2 separate regions of the Macaca mulatta genome follow, and region 2 is linked to region 1. Evidence: chromatin contacts called from public Hi-C data. All regions are on one chromosome and are shown on one strand. The core of a region is the stretch at or near the end of the contact, and the rest is flanking DNA. Distances in the headings are between cores, read along the strand shown.

What was found. A called contact is a pair of places that touch in the nucleus more often than the background predicts.
Region 2: a contact with region 1 is called in a Hi-C map of liver, with 3 times the contacts expected there. The contact joins two enhancer-like sites. A contact is called at or near these places in 2 of 14 Hi-C or Micro-C datasets (CD4 T cells and liver).

The regions. Positions count from the first base shown.
Region 1 is chr2:134,556,024-134,563,126 of T2T-MMU8v2.0, forward strand. All of the region lies in intron 5 of FOXP1 (forkhead box P1), which reads right to left. Among named protein-coding and RNA genes, the nearest start is that of FOXP1, 430 kb to the right of the region's middle. Within about 2 kb of position 3,753, at least 24 of the 40 cell types and tissues checked have an H3K27ac peak or open chromatin away from gene starts, as enhancers often do. A contact at or near this core is called in CD4 T cells and liver, where this site is marked.
Region 2 is chr2:134,623,282-134,630,384 of T2T-MMU8v2.0, forward strand. The region is part of intron 4 of FOXP1 (forkhead box P1); the gene reads right to left. Among named protein-coding and RNA genes, the nearest start is that of FOXP1, 360 kb to the right of the region's middle. Within about 2 kb of position 3,005, at least 22 of the 40 cell types and tissues checked have an H3K27ac peak or open chromatin away from gene starts, as enhancers often do. A contact at or near this core is called in CD4 T cells and liver, where this site is marked.

The DNA.
Region 1 (7,103 bases), core at 2,503-5,002:
CTGCAAAGGATTGTTTAGCTAAGAGACACCTGAGTTTTCTTTTCTAAATGAAAGAGAATAAGACTGAATGCAAAATGCCACTTGGTGGGGGTGGGAGGGAAGTATTGCACGCTCTGAAAGGACTAAAACAAGAGTCCAGAGATACGCTGCTTCCAAGAAAACAAACCTTTTACCAAACAACAAATTTAGCTAACAGTGTTAAGACTATCCCCAAATCTAGCCACACAGATACACATAAAGCTACCCTTTTGCCCCAAGAGAGCTACAGCCCATCAGCAATGTAACTTCTAGTCTTACATGAAATGTTATGTGCAAAGATACATGAAATCAAGCTATCACAAAACAGCATTCTCAACTTTTATATGTAGGTATTTCCTTCTCCTCAAGCATACATATAAATCAAAAACTGCAGCAGTTAAAACTATCTATTTGAGGCACTAAAAGTAAATAACCTAATATTTGCAAGCATTATAATTTATGAAACCTAGACAGTTAATAAAGCTGTTTAATAATTCCTTGTCATTAAATGCATATTTTAAAATGTAACACACAGAGAGACACGATTTATGTATTTATTTACTCTAACCTTCTCGATCAACTGTTGCTACATTATCCCTTGTTTGCAAATCAAGGAATGATGAACTACCTGAAGTGGAATCTAACTGACCACTATATTTGCCCAGTTACCAAGAACATGGTTTTCAGGTTCTCTTTAGTGATGTTCATCTACAACTAAACCACATAATAAAATAAATTCCTCCAACCTTCATTTTGTCAATTCAAATTTTACTCAAATTTTAGTACAGACTGAGAAGCTAGTCACAACACTCTCTCCTGATTGTCTCAGAAACATAGTAACTCAAACAATGTTTCTGCCACATTAACCAAGACAAACCTGAACTTTCATTGTTTTTAATTAATCTCGATTTTAATTTCACGGTATCTTCCAATTGTGTGGAGGTTGGCTAAGAAGTTGTAGAACTGGTCAGTGTCATAAAAGAGTTTATCTTTCAAGTGACAGGTCCTGACAACGTGTACATGCAAGGCAGTGATGGTGAGGGTTTTGTTTTTCAAGGTACATTTAACTGCAAACAACAACAAAAAAAATTCAAACCAACCATTCCTATCATAAGCTTTCTGATGATTTATGGTTTACCAACTGAGCAAGGTTACGCAACACTGCATGCCTTTAGATGCATTATTTCAGCTAGTTGAGATTTAATTAAGATCACAGCCTCTAAAATCCCTGTCAAATGAAAATTCAGAGAAGACAATACACTATATATCCTCATGCAGAATGTTTCCATTCCATCCCTGGAAAAATATGAGTTAATCCGCGTTTCTATGGCTGCAGACAAAAGTTCGCTAATTTTGTTTTCTTTTGACACTTAGGTTGTTTTCTATTATATGTCATGAGATCATTCCCTTCCAGGGAAAGAAGAAAAAAATCGAGAGTGATACATGTTGCAGAAAATGCACTTGACATTATTAGCCGACATTATCATAGCTTAGCCATGATGCCATCACATTTTCATGTAATCAACCCATGCTTACAAGTTTCATTTAATAAAATATTCATTAACACAACACAAACAAAAACCTACCTTACCTAAATTACTCGGATTAGATAATTGACATGTTATGCTTCTCATTTCCTTAACTAACCAACTTTTTGTCAGACAAGCTAAACATTTGGGCAGGAAACAAAGTTCTTAAGGCAAACGGGTGAATATAAAGCCCATTACTTTCCTTCTGTAAGTCGTTCTTTGGGTTAAAAAATAATCCTCAATAGATTTCTTTCTTACGGGCTGGTATTGATCCATACTATTTTTTTAAAGAAAAAAATGTATTACTATGTGCCCCTTTACCTAGTCAAATTTATTTTTATTTGCATCTTCTTAATATTTGGTTGCTTATCTCATGCCTTAGAAATGACAGGTGCTTGCAGTCTCACTCTTGACAGGCCACTACACAAATAACTGTCTTGCCTGAAAGGGCTAATGCAGTACTAATGAACAATAAATCAACTTTGATTATCAAGTGTCAGCCCAATGCGTTTTCAGTTCAGCTCTATCACATCCTACAGTAAGTCAGCCAGTGTCTCTGGGTAGGCAGTCTGTATTTTGGTTTCATTTTTACACACTTTTCACTGAAATGTGTCAGGCAGCTACAAAGAATCACATTAAAATAGATACAGACCTTTTTTCAATTTATGCAAAGGGCATCAATTAGGACAACGTGCTTCAGTCTTCAACTGATTTACTTAGTGGTCAATCTTAATAACCAAGGAAGCTTTGTATTCTTTTAAACAACAGTAACAGCAACACACACATCAAACCCTAAACTAGAATCTTAATGTGATCATGTTCCAGCTCTTTGGCACTAACATGCTAGCTTGCGCTCTTTACCACATAAACCACCTCTGATTGCATATATACATTCCTCTTGGAAAACTCATTATATGAAAACAAACAAATAAAAACAGCAAAACAGGGCCGCTTTTAAAATAAAAATGCACTTGCTTTAAACTTTAAAAAATTTGGCTTAACACTGCCTTCCTAATGATAAAATAAATGTAACTTATTTTTTTTTCTTAAGCAGATTAGTCATTGATAGTATGATTCACATTTCCTGTTATCAGGCTTAATTTTTCCCCCAAATGTGTCACTTTTAGAATGCTGGAATCTATGGAAATGAGGTGATTTGCATTTTTAAATTGGTTTGATTAGAACATTTGATTTGTTTGGACAAAAATATAAAATTACTAGATATTTTACTTTTAACTGTCAGGACTTGAAGGAGTTAATCCCAAAGAGGAAGAGTCTATATGTACTTTGCTCTAAAACTTTACCACCCACTTCCTAAAGGTCCTCTCCTTCCCATCACCACACTTGGGGAGGGGGGAAATAAAAGTCCCGTTTCCACTGACCGTCTTTCATGCAGTTCTGACAGTTGAGTTAGCTACATTCAGAGCCGATTCAGCTGGGAGTACCCCGTGGCAATTCCTCAGTCTGCTGCACGTCCAAACCCAAACCCCGCTCACTACTTAATTAACCAGCCAAGTAATGCAACAGAGGCTTAGAATCCCCAACCTGCCAGAGTGTTCCATTCGCTCGCTCGCCTGCTCCGGTGTGGGGCTCTGTGCCTCTCCCTCCCCCTTTACTGTGTGTGAACTCCTCGAATTTGAACAGCTAAGCTGAAAATAGCCTAGACAGATATAGAAACAAACTATCAGAAGCAAAGAAACATCCACATGGGTTACATTGAGATGGAAGGCTCCTTGTATATTTCACACGCTCTGAAAGTGACAGAAATCACACCCCAGATACGTCCCCCGAATGGAGTGATGGCGAGGGCTTCACCAAAGTGGCTGCGTGAAGGCCAGACCGGCAGAAAATGAATCGCAAACGAAAAAGAGAGAGAGAGAAACACACAAGCAGGACTTCCTCCAACTCTCAACTACACCCCACCCATGAACATTTAAAAAAAGAGAGCGAGAGTGTGAGCCAGAGAGCAAGGGTGGGGGGGGGATCTCTCTCCAGGACCCACAGGCCTGCAGCTCCTTCTTACCCCTCTCCTCCCTCCCCGCCTCCACTTCCAGAGCGCAACTCCTACCCAAGTTGGTAAACAGCGAGGATGAGGATGATTTTTTAAAAGACTCAACTTCAGAACCCTCGGGCTCTCCTGCCTTCCCCAGCGAGGCCCCCAGGAAGCGGGCGCCGCGGAGCCGGGGGAAGGAGAGCGAAACCGGCAAAGATCAATCAGAAGGACCAACCTGACACTCTCCATGTAGCCGCCAGGCGCGCGGAGCCGGGCTCGGGGCGCCCGCGCGGGCCGGGCGTGGGGTCCGGCGGCCTCGGCGTGCAGGCGGACTGCACGCGCGCAGGGGCGCTCCGGCTCGCGGGCTGACAAGACGCGCCGCGCCGCGCCCACCCGCCCCGCCCTGCTCCACCAATCACAACCCGCCTCTAAACACCCCGCGCCGCGCCGCGCCGCGCCCCACACAATGGGCTCCGCGGCCCGCGCCCCGCGCCCGCGCGCCCCGGCCCCCTCCGCGCGGCAGGTGAAATCACGCTCGGGTGCAACCCTGCTTTTGTCTGGAGAGCAACTCCACTTAATAGCTGTTAACCCGGTGACCCGCCTCCGGCTGACGTCTGGGTCGGCCGGGCTCGGCGCGCACCGCTCCCTCTGGCCGGGGCTCTGCGGGGCCGGGGCTGCCGGCGGGGCGGCGTGTTTGTTTCGTCTTTGAAACTGACAAAGAGTTGTCCTAACCTTTCCGAGAAACCCGGGAGGCCGAAGAGGGGCACCTGGCGCTGGCGGCGCCAAGCCGACAGCTCCAAGCAACTGTTCGGCTTCGGGAGGGGACGTGGGTCTCCCAGACAGCGCAGAGAAGCGCTTTCCTCGAAAACCGCCCTGGGAGGAGAACTTTCGCTTCACGTCGGGGGTTTCACAGAGCCTCGGCCTCCCCACACCCCTTTCTTTCCCAGAGTCGGGCTCGCCAAAGTGTGCCAGTGCGCACCGAGGAAAACTAAGCCGACGCGGGGTGGAAATAAATAACAACGTGCCTCGTCGCTGAACCAGGCAACTTCCCCTCTAGAACGACAGCTGCCGAAGAAAGCATCTGCCACACGTTTGCTAAGAAATAATTCTTTAAATTCCTTTCTTATTTATACAACAATAGCAACAACAAAACCTACTCTCAATAAGCACTTTAGGATGACCTTCTCTATTAGAAATAGTCACTGCTCTTTCAGGCTATTGAAAGCTGAGTTACAGTGTTTTTTTTAAAAAGTCAACAATATGCTAAACTTTGTTGGCTCAACTGACACGATTTAAGCGTCAGGTTAATCTAGTCCGTTTCGGCGACTCTAAAAAATCACCTATTTACCACCTTCAAACTTGGAGAAAAACTTCCTGGCCTGTATATTTTTTTAAAGACACACACACAAAATCCACACACACATTTTTATTCTTTTTCTCAAAATATTAGAGGAAAAGGAATAATGTGACATCAATGAATACCTATTTGCCCTCAAAAAAAAAAAAAAAAAAAAAAAAAGGCAACAAAATCTGACCCAGTAATTCCAGGAGTTTTACTTGAAAGTACATTTTGATGTGAGGTGTATTAAATGCAGGTTACTACAAACCATAAAGAATATTGGTAATATTTCCAATCAAGCAAATGCCTGAATTTCAACAGGGTCAGCGGGGAGCAGACAATTCCCTCTTTACTCTGGCTGTAAAAGAGACAAGCGCGAAGTGACCATCAACGTATGATCAGATGTTAAATGGGCACAGCGCAGATCGCTCTTCACCCTAAAGTGTTTTTGTGTCAGATACCAAATTTATTAATGGGATTTTTTCAGGTCACAAAATGTGACCCCACCCTCTCATGAATATTCAACAGAGAACCAAGGGCGCTTCTGGGGGGTAGAAGGGCCTTAAATCTGCCAGAAAGTCCCCTGATTATCAGTAGAGTTCTGACTCTTAAAGAGACAAGGTGCTCTTTCCGGAGGGGCTGGCAGAGAGCCCCAACGGCAGGAAATAAAAATAAAGGAAGTGCTGTCCAACCAATGTACAGGGAGAAAGTGGAAAGAATCATTTCAAAACGCCTAAGTGACTTTCTTTTTCCCAAAGTATTAAAATTGAGTTTTAATGTTTATAAACAAAAACTGGGATGTACTTTGAATATGCAATGTATTTTTATTTTAGAAACTACGTTCTTCATGAGGCATCTATAAAACTCATGCATGCTTTTAGAATGTGGACTAACTCCTTTGCAGGTCAGTGTTTATCAGCTAATAGTCTCCAGGTGCATCAAAACAAACAATAAACAAGCAAACAAAAAACATTACAGACGCTCATGACCCAGCTGTGGAGACAAGCCTTAAACAAAATAATTAGAGAGTGATGCAATGCAGTGCTTACTCAAGTACTAAATTGCACAGTGGTGGCTGTAAGCACCATGGGACCACAAAGGAGGAGGAGATCACTAGGAGGAGGGGTCTGGGAAGGCCCCTTGGGGAGGTGGCATTTAAAGGCTGATGGTTTGGATAAGGGGGAGGTGACAAAAGAGAGAGGGAAATGGCTTGGCACACTAACTCAGAAGCCACCTGGAGCCCATCTTGCCCTCTCTCCAAACAGACAGATGATATGGTGACTCAGAGACTACTTCTGGGCAAGGAAATGTCCCATCAGTGATAAACCTGGATAAACTACGTATGCCCAGGTCACTTTGGTTAATTCTAAACTCCTGTGGTCCTGTGCACTTGCCCTGTGTTTGGGATTCAGGAAGAACTGGAACTTCCATAACTGGAGTATAATATAAAATGTTAAAACCAATAGTAACTCATAAGACTTCGTTAAAACCATTGATTAATCACTATGAGCGCCAGGTCATTTTAGAAAAGCTGAATAAGAAAGGCCAACAAAAATATTTTGGATTGTGGGTGTTTTAACAGTTTCATGCAGTTGTCATAATCTGAACACAAATTCCAGCCCCCATTGTACAGAGGAGGAAACTGAGGTTTAGAAAAGCAAAGTGATTTCTCCTAAGAATTAAACATGGCCAGGTGCAGTGGCTCATACTTATAATCCCAGCACTTTGGGAGGCCAAGGCAGGAAGACTGCTTAAGCCCATGGGTTTGAGACCACCCTGGGCAACATGGTGGGACTCCGTCTCCAAAAATACACACACACACACACACACACACACACACACACACAGTGAGCCACGTGTGACTGTGCATGCCTATAGTCCCAACAACTTGGGAGACTGAGGTGGCAGGATCACCTGGAGCTCAGAAGTTCAAGGCTGCAGCAAGCTGTGATCGCACCACTGCACTCTAGCCTAGGCAACAGAGCAAGACTCTGTCTTAAAAAATAAAGAAATTAAAAAATAAAACATACTACAGGCCTTCAAGAGGAAGCAGATACTGGATAATTACAGAAAAAGAGAAGCCATAATAAAATAAAATGAATACCTGTGGTGGTGGTGGTGGGGGGGGGGGTGGTGGATATTGACGGGTAGGCCAATGTTTAAGGAAGAGTAAAGGAAATGCTAAATACCATACTTTAAAAATATTTTTGATGCCCACATCCTA
Region 2 (7,103 bases), core at 1,755-4,254, 67 kb after region 1:
GTCCTCTCAAGAGCAAAGCAACCTCCCAGTTATCTGCAGGGCAACACTCGTGAAAGTTGCGCTGTATCTGAGCCTCTGCTGCACCGTTCCCTTATATAGTCAATGAAGAGGGAACCCCTTCTGTGTGCATATTTTCAATTCACATTCCAAAACAGTATAGGCAATGAAACAGATTTTCGGCTGTGATTTATAGGCCTGGATGTGACGGGGCCAGGCACTGTGCTAGAATCACGCACATCACTTCTTCAGGATGTGGAGAAGTAAGGAGGCCCCTACAGAAAATCATGTTCCTGTATTTAAAGAATGTGCCAGTATGCGCACATATCTCAGTGAATGCCTACATATTAAGAATGATTTCACAAAGCCGTGCAAACCCCACCTGAGAACTAAAAAAATACATAAATTTTAAATCTAAATTTAATATAGATTTGAGCCTTTCCCTTGGCCTCTGGAGGAATCAATTTGAGATAATGACAACCTTGAAGATAATGAAATAGGTTACATAATATTAAAGACTAGAAGGTATTTCTGAGGGACACAGACATATAAGTAGACTCTCTGTATTACAGCACCTGCCTAACATCTTTAAAGAGAGGGACAAAATGTTGGCCTCTGATAAATTATGTTGTACCCTAGCCACAGACACTATGGTGTACTTTCCTTTAGTTGAGTTATTCATCTTTAGCTTTAAACATCAGAATATAGCCTTCAACAAAACGGTAATAGCCACTGGTTTGTCCAATGGTATTATGATTTAAAACACACACACATACACCACACAGTCAAGCTACTGAGGCAGGCATTCCTAAGTGAACTGTCTAGAAAAAGCTAAACTAATGAACAAAGTAATCCTGGGAAATCCTGTTCCATAAAACCATTAGTTGCAATAGGCTAATTCTCAATAAAAAGCCTGGCAAATTCTCAGAAGGCAAAAAGCCTCCTGAGCCTTAAGGGTTAACTCACTTGCCTTAAAATAAAAAAAAAGACACATATAATTTCCTTTTATCATAAAACAATGCATTTATTATTTTCTGTATATCTGTTAAAGGGCATGGCTTTTGGAGTGGAAAACAAAACAGAACTTGGTCACATGTTTATTTGCTTCAGCTACTCCCTTCCCCTTCTGATAAATAATCAAACATGCCATCCAGAAAAAACAAAACCAGCGAGCTGGGAAATTTGATGGTCATCAAATAGACTGAGATACCAAGAAAAGCAGCCCACTGTTCCCACACTGAGTTTTCAGCCCCCACACCTACACTAACATCTGAGTAAATACCTTCAGTCACTCTTTCCATTTTCCCTGCAATTACTCCTACTGTTAAACAAATTGTCCTTAAGGCAGTCGCAAACATCTTATTTTTTCTTGCAAAGGAGAACAACTTCTGAACATTCAAAAAAGCCATCATAGCCATAGCAATACACACACATGCACACGCACATACATACAATTATTTTATGTATTTAAATGTTTCTTCTATGAGAGGTTTGGACAACCCGAGACCATATTTCTTTCTCTATTCTAATAGATGCTGTTTTAGACACTAAATTTTAAAAATATTTAGTCTGGGGACTAGCAAACAAGGCTCACAGCAATAACAATTCTCTTAAGATAAAAAGAGCTAATTTTCCATTCCCTGTCTATTCCCTGACCACTATATAGTTAAAAAAGAAATATTAACACCTGGCTTACCAATTAAACTGAAGTTGGGGGTCAGGGAAGGGGGGTGTGGAGGGAGGGGAGAGAGGCAAAAGGAGTGACTACAGACAGGAAAAGGTGGAACCTTTTTAAAAAATGTCAAACCATGTGTTTAAAAAGTCATTTCAACAGAAAGGACTAAGAGAGCCGTTAGATCGCTCTTCTACTCAAGAGCCAGGAGGCAGCCCAAGTCCAAGGGCTTTTCCTGCCATACTGATGATCCACAAGGAAAATTTTGAAAAGAGCCTTCCAACATCAAAGTTAACAACCATCACAGAAAGTAAGGCAGGCTTCCCTTTCCCTCTGCAGCCCACTCCGTTGAAACAATAGGAATATGAATGAGATAATGACCGTGCGTGTTTCAGCAGTCTGACTTTTATTGGCATGAAATTGGTACAAATATTATCAAGCCTGATTCACAAATGATGACGGTGTCGTGATGCAAACATTAGGGGACAATTTTGTAGATGCAGAATTACAAAGGCACCATCCCCACATTCTCTTACTACTTGTGATAACAGGAAGAAAAAGAAGGCAACGCGAAACAATGTCACAGTAAGCAGAGAGAGGTTCCAATCTACGTTCAGCCTATAAAACTATCCTGACACCACCCGGCTGCTTACTTAGCTGATTATATCCAAAGACATATTTGAAAGCAAGAGTGAATTAAACAAGGAGTTAGAAGGAGACGGTCCTCTCAAATCTCTAAAAAGAAAAAAGCCTCTGATGGAGAGAGGAGGGAAGGGGGAGGAAAAAAAGCAGTAAACAAGTTGGATCATCTTATTTCGCCCTTCGGAGAATGTCTGCACAAGAACGGATCCCTAGTTTAAAAGTTTAACCCACCAAAAAAAATGTTTCTTTTTCTCTGGACACTTACAGAGAAAATGAAGAGTTTGGCGAAGGGAGCCCGTACTGTCTGCCTTTGGATTTCCGTCTTCTTGCTGTAGATGGGTTCTGGCTGTTTCTGTGAAGCGGGGGTTGCCGAGTGGTAAAAAAGATGTTTGAATAAACAGGAAGTACTGTGCGGCTGAAGCACACTCGAAGAGAAAACACACTGGAACATTGCCCTTTGTAGGCAACCTCAGGGAGGTTTGCCTCCACAGTAGCTGGCTGGGCTCTCACTAAATGACAAAGAAACCACAAGAATTCCTCAAGTAATTCTTCACTTTCAAAGTTGAAAGATCAGTTGGAGCTTGCAGGTAATTTTCAAAGTTGCATTTAGCACTTAAAGAAATCTATTAATGCCACACGTATCTAAACCGCTCCAGGTCTGCAAGCAGCGACACAGCACACGCAGTGTGCCCTGGCTAGACCAAGCCCTAGCCAAACACAGCTCATTCACGCAGACAAATACACACCAACAGGGTTTCGGGAAACCTGCTCTTGAGATATTTTTGTGGTGACATTTACATAGGCAGGATGCTTTAAAAAAAAAAAAAAAAGAAGAAAATTCAGATTTTGCAGACTTTAGAGGATTTTGTCACATGTATTTTTAAAGAACATATCGTCCCGTATTCCAGAGATATGCCTTGGATCTGGCTTTGACTGGCTGTCCTTTATATTTTCTTTCTCCACCATCAACCAAACTACCTGTTTATTTCCAGATGCCTAGCTTGCCTACTGGAACACTCCTTAACCCGCCCCAAAATGATTATCACTGTCCTGTCTTCCGTCACCGGAGTAATTCAACAGATACTGTAAAGAAAAGTAAACTGGTAAAGGCACAGCAAGTCAGCTTGAAAAATAAGAGGAAGAGTTGAACAGCCATATTCAATAACAAAAAAAAAAAAAAAAAGGAAGAAAAGGATTCCTTCTGAAAATGTATTGCTCTTGTGGCAATGTTCTTCTGCCACGGAAGCTACTGATTTGTTATTTAGAGTGGAATGCTGGACTGTCTGTCATCCAGGTGCTAATACTCGGCTAAAATAACTCATTGGGAGCTGTCAGTGGGATGTTTACATAGGCCCCAATCTTTTCTTCATAGAAGGAAATTTTTTACTGGAATTCATCTTCTTTTGATCTCACATTCAAAGCAACGGCAGCTTGATAGACATTCAAGTCTGAAAGCAAATCCAGACGCTGAAGATAAACCGCCAGAAAATGACAGGCAGAAGCATCTAAAGCTTATAAAAATGAAGAGAACAGCATGTCGCCTGAGTATTACAATAGCAGAAATCAAGAGACATATTAGGTGGAACTGATCAGCCACAAAAACAGTTCAAAAGGCAGATCATAGAAACAGAGGACTAGGCTAGGGGGAAAAAATGGGAAAGATCTGGTTTACTGCCTCATCTCCCTTCTGAGCCTCACAGTGCTTCCACGCCTGCCTTCTCCACTTTGGGAAGGGGTGGAGTATCCAATGCAAATGTTCCTCTCTAACTCAGCTGGTCCAGTTAGAGACCAGGAAATGATTTCCTAGCAATCCATTTTCAAGGGCCAGGAGAAAAAGGCAGACTCTTACCTTGCTCAGTGTCCAACATGCTGCATTTTATTAGCATCCCCTGCAGCTGCTCTGCGTTGCAGTATCAAAAGGCACACAGCCTGGGCGCCATGAAAGTGGGCGGTCAGGAAAACCATCTCTCAACAGAAGAGCTATAAGTAGTTCGAGATGGGGCTAGAGAGCTCTAAGCAGTCCAGTTCCCTAAAATGGCTAGTTATGGAATGAACACAAATGTTCCAGCCTCAGTCACACAAATAGATGTGTTCTGTCCTACAGATATGTAACAGCTCAACACCTAGTAGCTTTTAAGCCAACTAGGGCAGTTCTGTAAAGGAATTATCACAACTTTCTTAGAGACATGCAATTAAAAAAAAAAAAAGCCTCTTATTTTCATTAAAGTCAGTGCATACAATGAAATACTAATTATCCCAATAATTTTGTTCTTAAAGCTGTTTGTTAACAAACACTGAATGTGAACAGGCAGCATCAGGTTAAAGGGCAACAGAATTCCACATTATAATTTAGCCCGCGGTTATTCCTGATTGCAAGCACCCTCTGGGACTGCAAAGCAAGATCTTCTTTTGCAGCACGCTTGGATTTTTAAAATTAGTGCCCCTCCTTTTTTGCATAATAAACCAACATTAAAATATGGATTAAAAAATGTACAAGCCAATTTTTAAAAGCTGTAATCAGTTTAGCATTTGCCTTGTGCAAACGAGTCCCGGGTAACTAAGTTACAAAGGCAAAAAACAAACAACACAAACAAACAAAGCCAAAGCCCTACTGGATCCTACGAGTGTTTTTTCAAGACACCTCTGCCATGCCTATACAGCTATCAGATATGCTGAAGTCGATGATTTCCCTTTGAACTGTACTAGTTCAATCTGTAAAAGTCACCCTGGTTGTTCTCTAACCATAAAAAAAAAAGCAAACAAACATAGTTGCTCTCAACACTTATTTCCAAACTTCCCCCAACTAAATATTCCGTGTTGTTGCAATTGTTCGATTTACAAAAAACAGAAAGGTTTGTCGTGAAAACGAAATGCAGATTCCCTTATATATTATAAAATAGGTTCTTCCTCTGCAAAGAATGCCGCCACCACCGCTGTGATGCAAGGAGCAGCAACACTCCACTTCTCATGGCCATTAGAAATCTTTTTTTAAAAATCTGCCACGTATAAAGACCTTCATTAGTATAATTAAATGACTGTTGGGTTTTTGTGATATAAACAACTTTTGATATGTCATTTAAAAACCTCATAATAACATCATTAAAGAGCCACCATTTTTAATAGAGAAATTGTCTGCTCAGGGCCATGGAACAGTCGTCTCGCTCTGGGCCTCTTCCTCCTCTCCCTTTCAGACTTCTGCTGGACTTGAATGTCACCATAGACCTTGAATCCTTGAATGTGAAATGGCTTCACGCTAATTGCTCTAATTGCTTGAAGATGTGCAGGCAGGTGAAACCTGATCCCTGTGGCCATTGTAGACCAAGAACAACACGGGAATGTTTACACAGTGGTTTGATTTTAATAGACAGAAGGGCTGAGTTTAAGACAGCAAAAACACAGCTAATAGGTGACCTCTTAATGTAGTCCTCCTCTAAATAAAAAAAAAGGACACACAACAAAATACAATTTCATGTTCTAAAAGGCAACGTCCTAAATACCAAGGTTATTTGCTTGACTCTTGGAGTTGAGTACATGTTACATTGCACCTGACATTTTATACCCGAAAGTCTACCCTGAGTATGTGTGCGTGTGATTTTTTTTTTTACTTTAAAACAAAAAAGCACTTTATATGTCAGTCAACTTACAAACAGATTATGACTCCATGGTATTTCCTATTAAGTGCATTCATTTAAATTTTAAATTGAATATTTTTCACAGCTGTAAAACTCCTTGTCCCTTAAACGGAAGGCTTGGGTGTCTCCTTGTTTATTCCTTTGCCTCTTCTGTCCCCACCCCCATTTATGGAATTCTTGACCCTTGTCCATTTCTTGATTGCAGTTGAAGTTGAGCCCAAACCCTCTCACACTGGTGCTTCAGACATTTGTCTAAAGGCTTTCAGGATCTTGTTTCTTTGTTGCTGTGTGGGACTGTGGTCTCCTTCCACCTAGACAGACTAAGGTGGCCATAAGAGTGGCCAAAATAGTTATTCAAAAACAGTGGCTATTCTCCTTGATGTTTTGACAATCCGGAATGGACACCAGGGTTTAACGATGGCTCCCCAGGGCCCTCTCTTAACAGGGCACAAAGGTAACCACGCTAGACAAGAAATACATGATAGCAAGGTCAAGAGAAAAATACAGCAGCACCTCCAAGGTATCATTAACAAAAGGAAACCCACAAAGGTTAGGGGAAGTGTTAGGTATTGAGATAGGTAGGTAGGTAGGCAGGTAGATAGATAGCTCAAGGATCCAAATGTATAGGAGCATTTCATATATAGCCAAGGAAATACTGCCAAACAGAAAATGAGAATGAAACATACACTACAGTAGGAAAAATGCGGCAAAACAATGGAATTATTTTAAGGTTAAGCTGGGCAATTAGAGCCAATGATACACCTTGTAAATGAGAACAGAGAAGCACGAAATACCCCATACAGCAGGGAGTATTGTCTAACTGCTGCTCTGCCAAGTTATGCTGTATATTAACTTCTGATGATGAAATACAAAATGCAGCAGAAAGGGGGGAAAAGTTCTCTTAAAGCTACAAAAACTTTAACTATATAAGCTAAGTAATAAATATAGGCCCTTCTTTTCCTGGACTATTTGTCTCCCCGGACACTGAAAGACAAAATAATGAAACAAAAATAACTGCGTAGAACCTCCCTTTGAATCACAGCCACCTCACATACATTTCCAGACAATCCTACTTTCTTCTAAAAGTTATAATCCCCGGCCAGGCACAGTGGCTCATGCCTGTAATCCCAGCACTTTGGGAGGCTGAGGTAGGCGGATCA